Regions from separate parts of the Mus musculus genome. Here regions 2, 3 and 4 are each linked to region 1. The links are chromatin contacts, called in public HiCAR-type, HiChIP or PLAC-seq and promoter capture Hi-C maps. All regions are on one chromosome and are shown on one strand. The core of a region is the stretch at or near the end of the contact, and the rest is flanking DNA. Distances in the headings are between cores, read along the strand shown. Region 1 holds the start of Orc5 (origin recognition complex, subunit 5). Region 2 overlaps Lhfpl3 (lipoma HMGIC fusion partner-like 3). Region 3 overlaps 5031425E22Rik (RIKEN cDNA 5031425E22 gene). Region 4 holds the start of 5031425E22Rik (RIKEN cDNA 5031425E22 gene).

The links. Promoter capture Hi-C pulls out the DNA fragments that hold promoters and counts their contacts. HiCAR-type assays count read pairs that join an accessible place to other places. HiChIP or PLAC-seq counts read pairs in DNA pulled down with a chosen protein or histone mark.
Region 2: a contact with region 1 is called in an H3K27ac HiChIP or PLAC-seq map of oligodendrocyte precursor cells, with 5 times the contacts expected there. The contact joins the enhancer-like site here to the promoter of Orc5 in region 1. A contact is called at or near these places in 5 of 39 promoter capture datasets (the 3T3-L1 cell line, the SN4741 cell line, liver and 1 more), 2 of 115 datasets of contacts at active chromatin or transcription factors (large pre-B cells and oligodendrocyte precursor cells) and 1 of 9 other capture datasets (adipose tissue).
Region 3: a contact with region 1 is called in a HiCAR-type map of astrocytes, with 6 times the contacts expected there. The contact joins the enhancer-like site here to the promoter of Orc5 in region 1. A contact is called at or near these places in 7 of 39 promoter capture datasets (the 3T3-L1 cell line, the C10 cell line, cranial neural crest and 3 more), 1 of 484 Hi-C or Micro-C datasets (pre-B cells), 6 of 115 datasets of contacts at active chromatin or transcription factors (astrocytes, embryonic stem cells, large pre-B cells and 2 more) and 1 of 9 other capture datasets (embryonic stem cells).
Region 4: a promoter capture Hi-C map of the HPC-7 cell line shows a contact between it and region 1. The contact joins the promoter of 5031425E22Rik here to the promoter of Orc5 in region 1. A contact is called at or near these places in 14 of 39 promoter capture datasets (the C10 cell line, the HPC-7 cell line, HPC-7-derived erythroid cells and 8 more), 5 of 115 datasets of contacts at active chromatin or transcription factors (astrocytes, embryonic stem cells, extraembryonic endoderm stem cells and 1 more) and 1 of 9 other capture datasets (embryonic stem cells).

The regions. Positions count from the first base shown.
Region 1 is chr5:22,548,877-22,551,851 of GRCm38.p6, forward strand. Orc5 (origin recognition complex, subunit 5) reads right to left here and starts at 1,462. Exons shown (of 14, transcript NM_011959.3): 1 at 1,316-1,462. The coding sequence starts at 1,387. 6030443J06Rik (RIKEN cDNA 6030443J06 gene) reads left to right here and starts at 1,537. Exons shown (of 3, transcript NR_102315.1): 1 at 1,537-1,596.
Region 2 is chr5:23,164,646-23,167,404 of GRCm38.p6, forward strand. The region is part of intron 2 of Lhfpl3 (lipoma HMGIC fusion partner-like 3); the gene reads left to right. Among named protein-coding and RNA genes, the nearest start is that of Gm17434, 150 kb to the right of the region's middle. Within about 2 kb of position 1,461, at least 25 of the 459 cell types and tissues checked have an H3K27ac peak or open chromatin away from gene starts, as enhancers often do. A contact at or near this core is called in oligodendrocyte precursor cells, where this site is marked.
Region 3 is chr5:23,385,712-23,388,695 of GRCm38.p6, forward strand. All of the region lies in intron 1 of 5031425E22Rik (RIKEN cDNA 5031425E22 gene), which reads right to left. Among named protein-coding and RNA genes, the nearest start is that of 5031425E22Rik, 46 kb to the right of the region's middle. Within about 2 kb of position 1,345, at least 405 of the 459 cell types and tissues checked have an H3K27ac peak or open chromatin away from gene starts, as enhancers often do. A contact at or near this core is called in astrocytes, embryonic stem cells, hippocampal neurons and 4 more, where this site is marked.
Region 4 is chr5:23,432,082-23,435,134 of GRCm38.p6, forward strand. It overlaps 5031425E22Rik (RIKEN cDNA 5031425E22 gene), which reads right to left and starts at 1,255. Exons shown (of 3, transcript NR_165300.1): 1 at 1,129-1,255. Kmt2e (lysine (K)-specific methyltransferase 2E) reads left to right here and starts at 2,383. Exons shown (of 26, transcript NM_026984.2): 1 at 2,383-2,702.

The sequences.
Region 1 (2,975 bases), core at 212-2,711:
AACCAGCATGCTCCCCTTTTAAACAACGTTCACATTGTCACCTAGAGTTGAAATGAACTCTGACTCCACTGTCACTTAACTTTTCCCCAACATGTGCCACAAGACTGAATCTGGCACAGTGCCACACACAGAGCCAGTGCTCAGAAAATACACACTTGCTAAACATATAAATTAGTCTTCTACGAGCATAGCTAGCTCTTTTTTCTTCTGTAGCTATTTGCTATAGTGGTTCTTTGTATTTCCCACATGCAAACTTCCTTGAAGAAAAATATTGTTTTTGTTAGATGTAGTATTAAATAAGAGCAAAGGTGAAGCCTTTTCTGGGACCCACTGCTAAATCAGCCCTACCTATCTTATTTTGCTAATAAAGTATTCCTCAAAAAAAGAGGAGTACTTTTGGTTAGAATAATCTGGGTTTATCAAGTCCAATGAAGGAATGTACAGAGCATAAACAATTATACATTTCAATAATATAGGTAACTATAACTGAAAGCATTATAACTAGGAACTACAGATGCAGCTGACCTCTAGAATTGCTAACATGACGCCTTTTAGATGGAGGGAAGTACTTTTCCATGACTATTTCATCTGCCACCACAGACGCACTGGATCCGACACTCTGCTGGATGAAAGTACATTTCTAAAGGAAGACTAAATGGCTATTTGTATTTGCTCATCTCCCAGATAAGATCCAAGTGCAATCAATTCTAATTAATGAGCACAATGCAAGGCAACTGAGAGAAATGAATGTTACTTCAGCCTGTGTTCACTTCAGAGGCTAACCTCTCCCCTCTAAATCATCTCATCTGGTCGGCAGGGAGAGAAACCCAAGCGAGACTTCTCCTGGCTTTTATAATTCTAGAAAAGCTGAAGGATTTTAAAGGCTAAACCACAGCGTTACCCTAATTGGCCTTGAAGCCAATCACCTCTCTGTATTTGACCCAATCTATACCTCACTACAACGGGCGAACTGGCGTTTAGTAAACACTCTGCAAACAGACTTCCTACCCAAACCCTGTTCTGCAGCAACTTGCAGTAGCTATTTGGGGCTCACATAATCTCCAAAGTGTGGTCCAAGTAAAAGGAGCACTTCCTAGCCGACGTCCTGTAGAGCAGGCCAGCTCTTCCTCTGCAGTCTCCTTTAAAATAGACTGAGAAGTTTCTTTGGGTAAGTGTGGGGCAGTCATACCGCACCTCCATCTTAACATAAGGGGGATAGCCTACCGCCTCGCAATCCACACAGTACTCCCCCCAAACGGAACGGATCCAGGACGCATTCGCCTCTGGCATTTGGGAAGCAGTCTGACTACAATACCTCTCCAAACAGGGACTGCAAAGTGGACACTTGGGCCTCTCGACAGAGGACCATGCTCTCCAAGTGAGACATTTTGGCGGGCACCACCTGATACTGCAGAGCAGTTGGCCTCCGGTCAGCCCTGCGCCACTCAGGCGTGGTTCACGTAGAACAACCGCAAGCTTTCCGGCCGGAAGCCTGGGCTGGGGGCGGAGCCAGCGCGGTCGAGTGACGTCAGGGAGCCGCGCGACAACGTGGGCCGCTCTAGTCTCCAGGCGGCGGTGCTCAGTGGTCGGTTACTGGTAAGTGGTTATCGCTTCCCACTCTGGCCTGAGCTTTCCAGCCTGAAACCCTTACACAAGCTGAAGGGCGACCTGGGGGCACCTCACCGCCCACCTTCTGTGTCTTCAGTTCCCTCCAGAAAGCCGCACACATAAAAGTACCGACAGAAACGAGTATTCTTTAAAAAAAAATTGGTTTTCCTCTGGCAAGAAAGTGGACAATGGGAACTCTGTGGAACTAACTAAATAAAATCATTTGTTTGTCTTTGCAAGCTTGAAACTAGATGTGGAAGTATTCGAGTGTTAGTGAGGGTAATCAGTAAAATTAACGTTGTCCTTGCACATTTATAGGACACCTGGAAGAAGAAAAGCCTTGAAATGAAAGAATGTATAGGAATAAGAAAATTCGTGTCCAAAGAGAGGGCTTTGGGTCCTGAAAAAAAAATTTGGTCTGGAAACATTGACTCAACTTTTTCTGAATTTTGAGATGTTGGGAGAATCTTTGAACCGTTTATTTATAAACTTCCTTATATAGAACATAAGGACTATAGTAGAGTATTTTTAAGAATAAAAGATAATGTACGCAGTGTCTGCTACACATAGATTTCATAAACAGTGCAAAAAGACAAGGAAAACACGGCACCCATATTAGAAAGAGGCCCATTATGTATTATTGAACAATACAACTGCCTGTGGAGGAAATCTAATTACCACACACACACACACACACTTTGGTTCCAAAGTGGTTGTACAAGTTTGAATTACTACCTGCAATGAAGAAGTATTCCCCTTACTCCACAGCCTCTACCATAAGTAGTTAGTGACAATCCTTTCCCAATCTGTAGGCTGCTGTTTGGTCCTGTTGATAGAGCCCTTTGCCTTACAGAAGCTTTTCAGTTTCATGAGGTCCCATTTATCAATATTTGATCTTAGAGCCTGAGCCACTGGTGTTCTATTCAGGACATTTTCCCTATGCCAGCGTGTTCATGGCTCTTCCCCACTTTCTCTTCTATTAGACTCAATGTATCCGGTTTTATGTTGAGATCCTTGATCCACTTGGACTTGAGGTTTGTGCAAGATGATAAATATGGATCTATTTTCATTCTTCTACATACAGACTGCCAGTTAGACCAGCACCATTTATTGAAGGTGCTTGCTTTCTTTCTTTCTTTCTTTCTTTCTTTCTTTCTTTCTTTCTTTCTTTCTTTCTTTCTTTTTCACTGTATAATTTTGGCTTCTTTTTCAAAGATCAAGTGTTCATAGGTATGTGAGTTTGTTTCTGGGTCTTTGATTCATTTACTTTGATCTGTGAGTCTGTTTTTGTATCAGTATCACACAGGTGTTTTGTATCACTGTTGCTCTTTATTACAGCCTGAGGTCAGGGACTGTGACTCTTCTGG
Region 2 (2,759 bases), core at 211-2,710, 620 kb after region 1:
CCAAAGAAACTACAGTAGAAAGGCAAAGAGCAGTGTAAGGTGACAAGGGGTGTGGCAAACAAGAGACATATAGGTCTTGCTTCTGCTTCCTGAGCTGGGTGCTGATGAAACCAGAGTTCCTTCCACTCTGCAAACTCACTGAGCATACACACACAGTCCGCACACTTTCTCACATATACTGCAGAAGTACTGTATACACTAGACTTGAATTGAACATTTGTCACAAAAATAGTTTCCATTTAGCCCACACAGGCAGGAGCAGTTACTCTGCATCCTAACGTGTTGCACTATGAGAAGATAGACAAGATGACCCAGCCACCCTGGAGCTGCTTCTTTCACCATCATTGACACATGATGAAAAGCGCCAGTGTTCCCAACACCAGGACCAGAATGATAATCAGAGCATGGGCAAAGTTGCCGCAGGCCTTCAGGAAAAGGCCATCGAGTGAAGCTTTGCCACAAGGGGATGGAACTGAGTCAATGGCACTGCAGGGTTGGTGTTGACAGCAAGGAGAATGAAGGTAGCTCTGGGTGGGCTCATACTTCAGACACAGCATTTGCAAAGAAGCTGCTGGTGGATTAGATTCCTTCAATTCAATAGCCAGTATTTTCTGATAATATCTTCTCAAATACAGTTGCAGGGAATTATGGTCCTGTTAAAACAGACTGTAAGGACTTCCCAGCAATCCCTCATTTTAAGCTGTTCTTTTCCTTTCTTGTTTAATCTAACATGAACATAAACGTGGTCCACACAGTAATTGATTGGCAGCTAAGGACAATGAGTATCTGTATCATCAGTGACAAGTTGCCAATCACATATTGAAATTAAAAAAAAAAAAAAAAAAGACCAAAGCCTAGACTAGGGTGTGTTGGCTAAAGTGACAGAAGAAATTACTATGACCTCCACTTGATAAGTAAGTGAACGCAAGTCTCCTTGAGAGTTTTTCCTACAGTGCTGGTCTCTCAGGAAGCAAACTGCTTCTTAGGAGGCAGGAAGGAAAATAAAAGCTGTTTGATAACCCACTGCACAAACAAGGTGAGGTAGTCAGCACCTGCATAATAGATCCTTAGGGAAGCTCTTCCAATCCTATGGTCTTTTTCCGAAGTCTCTGAAGTTCCCTGTAAACAAATCACCTGATTCTACTAAGCCACCTGCCTCCATCCCACTGAAAAGAGTTCTGGTAAAGGGCAGCCCAAATGTGCACAGATGACCCTTTCTCTTGGGACCCCAAGAAAAATCCTTTGGTCGAAACATAGACGTGTATTATTTAGTCTCCCAGCAAACACGGAGGGAAACAAGGAAATGAAGGAAATGCAAATCATGAGCTGCCACATAAGATCCTAATTACCATAATTTGACCATCCCCCTTCCTCACTGCCGGAAAGTCAGCCTTCTGGATGAGATGAAGCCAAACAGGGAAGATAACAGCCTTCTGTTCTTTCTCGCCACTGCTTGCCTCTTCCCTTTCTTCCCCTGCTCTGTAAAGGATGTTGATTCTTCCAACCATTTGCAAGCCTCACTTGTGTTAGTGAAAGCTTCGCGTGACTTGATAAAACGAGCTAAAGGAAAGGCAAAGAAAAGGGGAATGAAGCAGACACATGCTGTCCTTTTATTCCCTAAAGCAACTGTCAGTCTCAGGATGATGTCACTGAACCTGCCAGGAATCTCTGTGGAGTCGTTCTTGTTGGGTGCAGGGGCAGCAAATCTAAAAGGTCCAAGTGTTCCATGGTGTGATTTAGAAAAGTATCAATAATTCAGGAAAGACCAATTCAAACTCCCCCTGTCCGGTCACATCAGTAGCATCACTGTCCCTCCGCCTGCACACAACTCCTACAATATTCCTTTTTTCAGGATTATTCCTAGCACTACCTTGTCTCTGACTTTCCCCAAACCATGTGCGCTAAGTTATCTTGGCATAGCTTCTTACATTTATGGTGGTAAATGAGCCAGACTGGGAGATGGACAAAGTGTCTTAACTATTTGAATTCACCTAAAATATGCTCATTAAAATCTAGATCTTAAAAGCATGTCCCTGCCTATGTTAGTGCCAGGGCTTCTGTCTTTTGCCATGACAAGTACCATAAAAATTAAATCCCCTGTCACTCTTCAGCTCATGGATGGGTGTGATGGAATGCTTCCATGACAGCTTTCAATCAGCTAAATAAGGCCTCAATAGTACAGCCCCTAGTCAGGGCTCAAGTGAGCAAGCCATTAAGTCAGTGACAGTACATGCAGACAATGCAGTAGAGGGTCCACTCCAGTGACCTTCATGTTTCATAGCATTTGGCATGGCGGGCTTCATTAGTTTCAACCAGTATGTAGAGGAGATGCAGTTTAGCATGAAAAAAGGTATTTCTTCAAGAAGCAAAGAGGCAGTCTCCTTGTTAGCACTGGGGTGGGAGCTGCTAGCAAAGAAAGGCCAGGAGTGATCCAAGCAGCTACAGGAAACTGGCAGGAGTAAATGATTATTGGACCACTTTTGAAGGTCATGAAGTGAGGAAGAAAGGGGAGGGATACATATGTTACCAGGCCTTTGAAGTCCATATTCTATTTCCAAGTACACTGTAAAGAGAAAGAAAAGGCAGCCAGGAAGGGAGGAATAATGAGGCCAAGTTGGAAGCTGAGGCTGCAAAGCGAAAAGGGAAGATGGCTGAATGTCTCTAAGCGAGCACAGAATGCAGATGGTTTGGCTGCAGGTGACAGAAACCTCCGTTAAAGAGTCTGAAACATGGAAAACACTTTGGAACCAGGAAAACAT
Region 3 (2,984 bases), core at 95-2,594, 840 kb after region 1:
TCTGTGGGCCTTGGGCATGCTAGGTTATGGGGTCTGGTAAGCAGAGGTGGAAAGGTTTCTAAATGAGCAGAGCCTTGCCCTTTGATATAGTTGCCAACAACCACATTTTCTGTTCTGGGCACAGTGCCATCAAGGGTCTCAGCCACCCTCCCCCACCTTAGTGAGAAAGTATCTGCTAGCGTCTAGCAGGGTCGATGCAGGCAAGGACCAGAGTGAAAAGGAGTTCTGAGCCTGGCTTCCCTGTGGTGCACTCGGACATACATCTTCCAACCGTCATCATCTTACTCCTCTTGTCTCTGACCCCTCCTTGACCAAAGGCAACTACATCTCAGTTCCTTACTATTCGGGAGCTACTCAACAATTACACTAAGAGAGCTTCTGAGCTGGGTGGGCATGGTGGCACAAGGGCATCCCTGTAATCCCAGCACTTAGGAAGGAAAGTCAGGAGGCTCACACAAGTTCAGGGCCATCCTCAGTTGTGTGGCTGAGTTCCAGGCTATGTTACAGAGACCCCTGCCACAAAAATAAATAAATAAATAAATAAATAAATAAATAAATAAATAAATAGATAGATAGATAAATAAATAAATAAATAAATAAATAAATAAATAAAGCGAGGGAGGGAGGGAGAGGGGAGGGGAGAGGGGAGGGGAGAGGGGTGGGGGTGGGGGAGGGGGAGGGGTGGGGGAGGGGGAGACTGGTTTAGAACTTTGCCCTGACTCTGATCTTAATTCCTCCTGGCAATGGGCAAGCTGTTTCTTTTCTGAGGAATGCGAAAAGAGAATGAGAGATTTGTTATGGTGACAGGAAGATTCCAGATCAGAGGCAAAGCCCCTCTAGGGTACATACCATCTGGGGATAGTCCCTAGAAAAGTAGATACCTGCGCTAATTTAAATGTTTAACAGGAATGCAGGTGCAGATGAACAAAAGGTAGTTTCCATTAGGTAGAAATGTTTTTTTTTTCCACTTCCTGTTTCTAGTCTCTTTTTCAGTGTTCCTGTACGAAACCACGGAGTTTCAGAAGCAGATGAAATCTATCAGCGGCCTGCCCCAAGCTCCGTCAACCCTGCCAGGCTGAATGGTGCTGATTGTTCGCAAAGGGCGGGCATTTCTCTGCAAACAGAAAAGCCTGCTCAAGAAATGCCACTCACCGCCCTGTATCAGTCTCAATATTGAGTCTGAATGATTTCCCGATGGCGACTTGACCGAAATGGAAAAATATTTTTCCGTTGCAATTCCCCCGGTACTGACTGGTGTTTCATCCTCTTCCGGTCCTTGTGAGACAGCAAGAGCAGACAGAGCTTCAGCAGTGTTGATCTTCAGCTCTGAGAACAGAAGATGGGTGGGGTGCTGCGTTGCCACGCAACCAAAGGCAACACAGCTGCAGATCTCTGCCAGCTGGGCCAGCCCATTCAAACCGCAGGGAGTTTCAAATGGCTGTGTCCCCTAGGGACTGGGCTTAGCAAGCCCAGGGGGAAAAGTCAGCATTCAAATGGCTTCGATGACGATGACGCAGAGGAAGCCAAGAGGACGCTGTCAAAGCCTAGTCATCATTGACTCGAAGTTAGTATACTTGAACAGGAAAGAACTGCCAAGATCAGACAGGCAGGACACACACACACCTTTCTTTTAAACTTTAAAAGTTATTCTCTTTAAAAGAAACGTAGTTGCTTTTTAAAAAGCTATACAAAGTTCTTAATGTTTCTTTGGCAACAGAATAGAATGAAATTTTACAACTATATAAAATGTTTATTTACCGGTGTGTGTATAGCTGACTGACAAAGCTGTCTACCACCCAGCACCCTAACTGCTGAAATAAGCTACCTCATATTATAGCATCTCCAAACAGAATGAGAAGGGTACAGAGACTGGAACTTGTCTGTAGACTAGGAGGTGACTTTATTATCTTTCCTATAGTCAAAATCTGCACTCTCTGCTCCATGATGCCTCTGAATCCACTTGAGGGGCAGTGATGGTCCCTCCTCGGCCACTACCACGTACCCTGCCATATGAAAGCCAACACTTCTCTGCCTTGGTAGCTCCATGGCCACCATCTGGACAAATTGGGGTTCCGAACATTTCAGCATCTAACCTTTCTTCAGCCTAACTCGGGCTCCTTTCTCCAGTATCACCATAAGCAATACTATCAAAGAATGATTTCATTTGGTCATGTTATTAGTTGGGTCTCAGCAGGTCTTCGGCAGCATCTCCTTCACTGGTTAAGTACCAGCTTGTGAGTCTCCTGTATCTTCATCCACAAGCTTGTCCTGTTTCTCAGGTTTCTCTTCTTCTAATTTAAGTTTATTATGAGACACTCTGTCCGTTTCCTCCTTGTTAAATTGTGTGTATGCACTTGTCTTCCTCAGATTTCACTGGACCATCTCATGGATACCAAATCTTCCTCTACCACCTTGATGAGCCCCACTTCCTCCCCTCAGAGCAGAAGGAACACTTGGGACTAGAAGCCGCTTGTATAATTTCTTTGTCACTCATTTTGTTTCCCAGTCTTGGGATTTTGTGTGCTTCAGCTTTCTCCCTTCCTCCCTTCCTCTCTTTCTTCTCCTCTCCCCACCCCCCAACCCCAGGAATTCACTCTGTAACCACGGGAGGGAGAAGAGTTTGGCTGCTATGTGATGAAGGGAGTCTGAGATACAGGCTCCCAGTCCTCTCCTCAAATCACCATTAAGAAATCACTCCTCTCCCAGCCTGATTCTTCTTCCTGGGGAAGCACTAATTCGGAGTGGAATAAGTCAGAAATGCTGGAGCAGAAGTTCTTCCACATGGAGGAACTGTCAGGAGTGAGGGGGAATCTTTACAGATCCTAATAATATGCATAAAGCAACATGATGCTTGGCACACAAGAAACACCAAGTAAAAGCTCTTAGCTGGTTATTATTCTAGCTGTGGTTTATTAATCATGCCAGAGACTTTCCTACTGCACCGCTGTGATCTCTCGGACTGTATCTGCCCTTGTTGGATGTTC
Region 4 (3,053 bases), core at 5-2,504, 880 kb after region 1:
GAAATAGTACCCAGGCAGAGCCTGTAATCCTAGCAATAGGAGGGTGGGCAGGAGTATGAGTTCCAAGCTAGTCTAGGCTATTAAATAGCAAAACCCATTCGAGCCCTCATTCCCATCCCTAAGTCCCACTAAAAATACGTTTTATGCTATTGCAAATGTGCTTTAAAGACGCAGGATAGAGAGCTTTAACGAATATTTACCAGAAGCATTTGTAATTCCATTTTTTATTTTTAAAAGGACGACAAAATGCAACGTGAAGTATAGAAAATGACCTTTCAGTTTCATACAGAACAAAATACTAAAATTACTAAGAATACTTATATTTGAAAAGGCAACCCTCACCAGTAAGATTACTTAAACTCTCTCACGGGATGTACAGACAGGGAGGGTAATGAACACAAAGAATCTAAGGAGAAGGTTTGACAGGGCCCTTCCGTTCAGACTGTGATGCAGTCCTTAATCGCTGTCTGCCTAGAAACCCTAAGTGTTCCTGGGTGTTATTCACTTGCTTTCAAACTCTGAGAATGCTGTAGTCTTCTATTCAGACCCCCCAAACTTTATGTTTTGTCTGAAATAATCAACACTCCTACCTGTGGTGCCTTCAGAGCCTAACCTGTCCTTGTTACCCATACCAGTGACACTCAGGGCCTCCTAGTTGGCTTACAGGAGGGAACTGCCACCTTACGTAAGCATACTTTGCAAGGAGAAAGGCAGATATAAGAAGGCGTCAAACCTTCTCCTCCACCAGTGGCTGGCACACCCCGAAAGGAGTGTCCTTTCAGGGGCTCCCCCCCCCCCCGCAGCAGTTCTGCTGCGGGGAGTGGGGGAGGGGAAGAGCTTTCAAACAGTCATCTCTTCCTCTTCGGGCAGCCAACGCCGACCGCACCACCATCTCCTCCGCCCAAACCCGGTCCCCTCCCCCGCCCTGCCTGGGTCCCCGCCAAACCCCACAGGAATGCAGCCGGTCACATGCGCTGCGGCGGCGGTGGACGTGCCTCTCCCCCCGCGCCCCAAGGAGACCCAGCGCCATCTTGCCCTGACGCAGTTACAAAAGTCACAGGAGAAATTGCGCCTCCACGGCCGCACCAGCGCCCCAAAGTCTCGCAGAGGCCGAGCCAGGGCCCTCACCTCGCGCAGGGAGAGGAGCAAAAGGTCGGGGAAGAGCCTTGCGACTTCCTTCGGCACTGCTTGGGTTCCACAGAAGACGCGGCGACAACGATCACCGTCATCACTTCTCACTCTCTGCCTTTGCAACAGCCACCCCCGACGACTCTGGCCCCACCCGCTGCTGCAGCATGAGGTCATCGTCAGCCAATCCCTACGCGCCCGACAGAAATCACCAGACGCCGATTGGCTGCCGACACCGCCTCTGCCTCTCCCCACTCCTCTTACGGAGCACCCAAGGTCGTGCTGCGGGCCAAGAAGACGGAAACCGCCATTCCGGGGAAAGGCCCCCAAAGCCAGATCCGTAATCGCTGTGTGATTTTAGTGGAGAACCCTGTTTTGTTCCTTGGCCTCCCCTTTTCGGTTCGAGAAACCAGCTCTGTCCCTCCCTCGTTTAATCACCGCCACACAAACGAACTCCCGCTCCCCGCCCAGCACACTGTCCCGCGGCGGGGAATCCTTCCCCGGTGCTAAGAAGTATAGGAGGCGGCGGCAGCGACTGCACCGGCAGCGGCAACGGCAGCTTTTACCCCATACACGGTGGCAGGGAGGCGGCGCTGACGATGGCTGCAATTTTTTCTGCGGCTTCTCCCCCCGACCTCTTGCGTTTCTCGCTCCTCCATCGAGACAGCGCGGGACTCGCCAGCTCCGCTTTTATCCGGTGCCCGGAGCCTGCGCACTGGAGCCTCCTCAGCCACTAGTGGGCGTCGAGTGACAATCCGACCGGGCTCACCCTGAGCTGGCAGGCCAGGCCGGGGGGAGGGGGCTGCCGGGACTGAGGCTGCTTGGGGGGTAGGAGCAAGTGCATCACCTTAGGAAGTGATGGGAGGGGGGTCGTCCCCGTCCCTGCTGTCATCCTTCTACCCACTAGTAGCATCCTCACGCTCACCTACATCCAGGCTTGAGGGCTACTCGGGGACAACGGGTAAAGAGCCAAGCCCACCAGCTAGCAAGACCTCCCCAACCGTCGGCGGATGGATGAATGCACCTGTTGTGGGAAAGACGGAGTGTCTGGCCAGCTCGCGGCCTCTAGCGTGACGTCTCCACGCCTCGGCGGAGAGGCCGCGTCGGGCCGCAGCCCATAACCAAGATGGCGGCGAGTAGCTTCGTCCCCTCCCCCCTGCCCCTGCGGAGCGGGGCGGGCGGGCCCCGTGCGCTTGCCGCCGCCGCCGCCGCCGCTGCCGCCGCCGCCGCCGCCGTCGCCGCCGCCATTTTCCCAGAGCGAGAAGCAGTGACACTGAGCGGGCGCAGGGGGCCGAGTCGGAGATCGAGCCTGCGTTCGGGAGCGGCAGCAGAGGGGGCATAGACACTCGGAGCAGCCTCAGCGTCTCCTCGTCATTCCTGCCGTGGCCCGCAGTGCCCGACTCTTGGGTTCCCACTGAAGACGCTGCGCGCTGCTGCTTGGGGAGGGGGTGTGGAGTCGGTTCTGCGACCGCAGTGGCTGTCGTCGGGGGTCGACCGAGCGCTGAGGTGTGGAGAACCTCGCCCGGGGTCGAGCCGATAACAGGGTTCGGGTGTCTGGTGTGTGACCATCACAGGTCAGTGCCTGTCGTGTCTGTGGGTGTCGTGGGGTCCACGGTGGGGGGACTTAGGGCTCTAGGGAGAGAGGGTCGCTGTCCTTCGGGAGCCGGGCGTCCACACTGAACCCCAGGCGCCTGTGCTGGGGCCACGTCGCTTGTGGAAATGGAATTTGTCCTTTCTCCTGCCTGTCCCTGGCACTGGGGCATTATGGCGGGTTTTGGGGTTGTGGAAGGGGAAACTGGCAGTTAAACCCCCTTGAGAGTGGGAGTTAGGGAGGGGGCGCCCTCCTCCCTGGTAGCGGATTCAGGCCTCCGGGGTGAGGAAGGAGGCTTGTGACTGGTGTCGGAGAGGTCCCGCGAGCTGCCAGC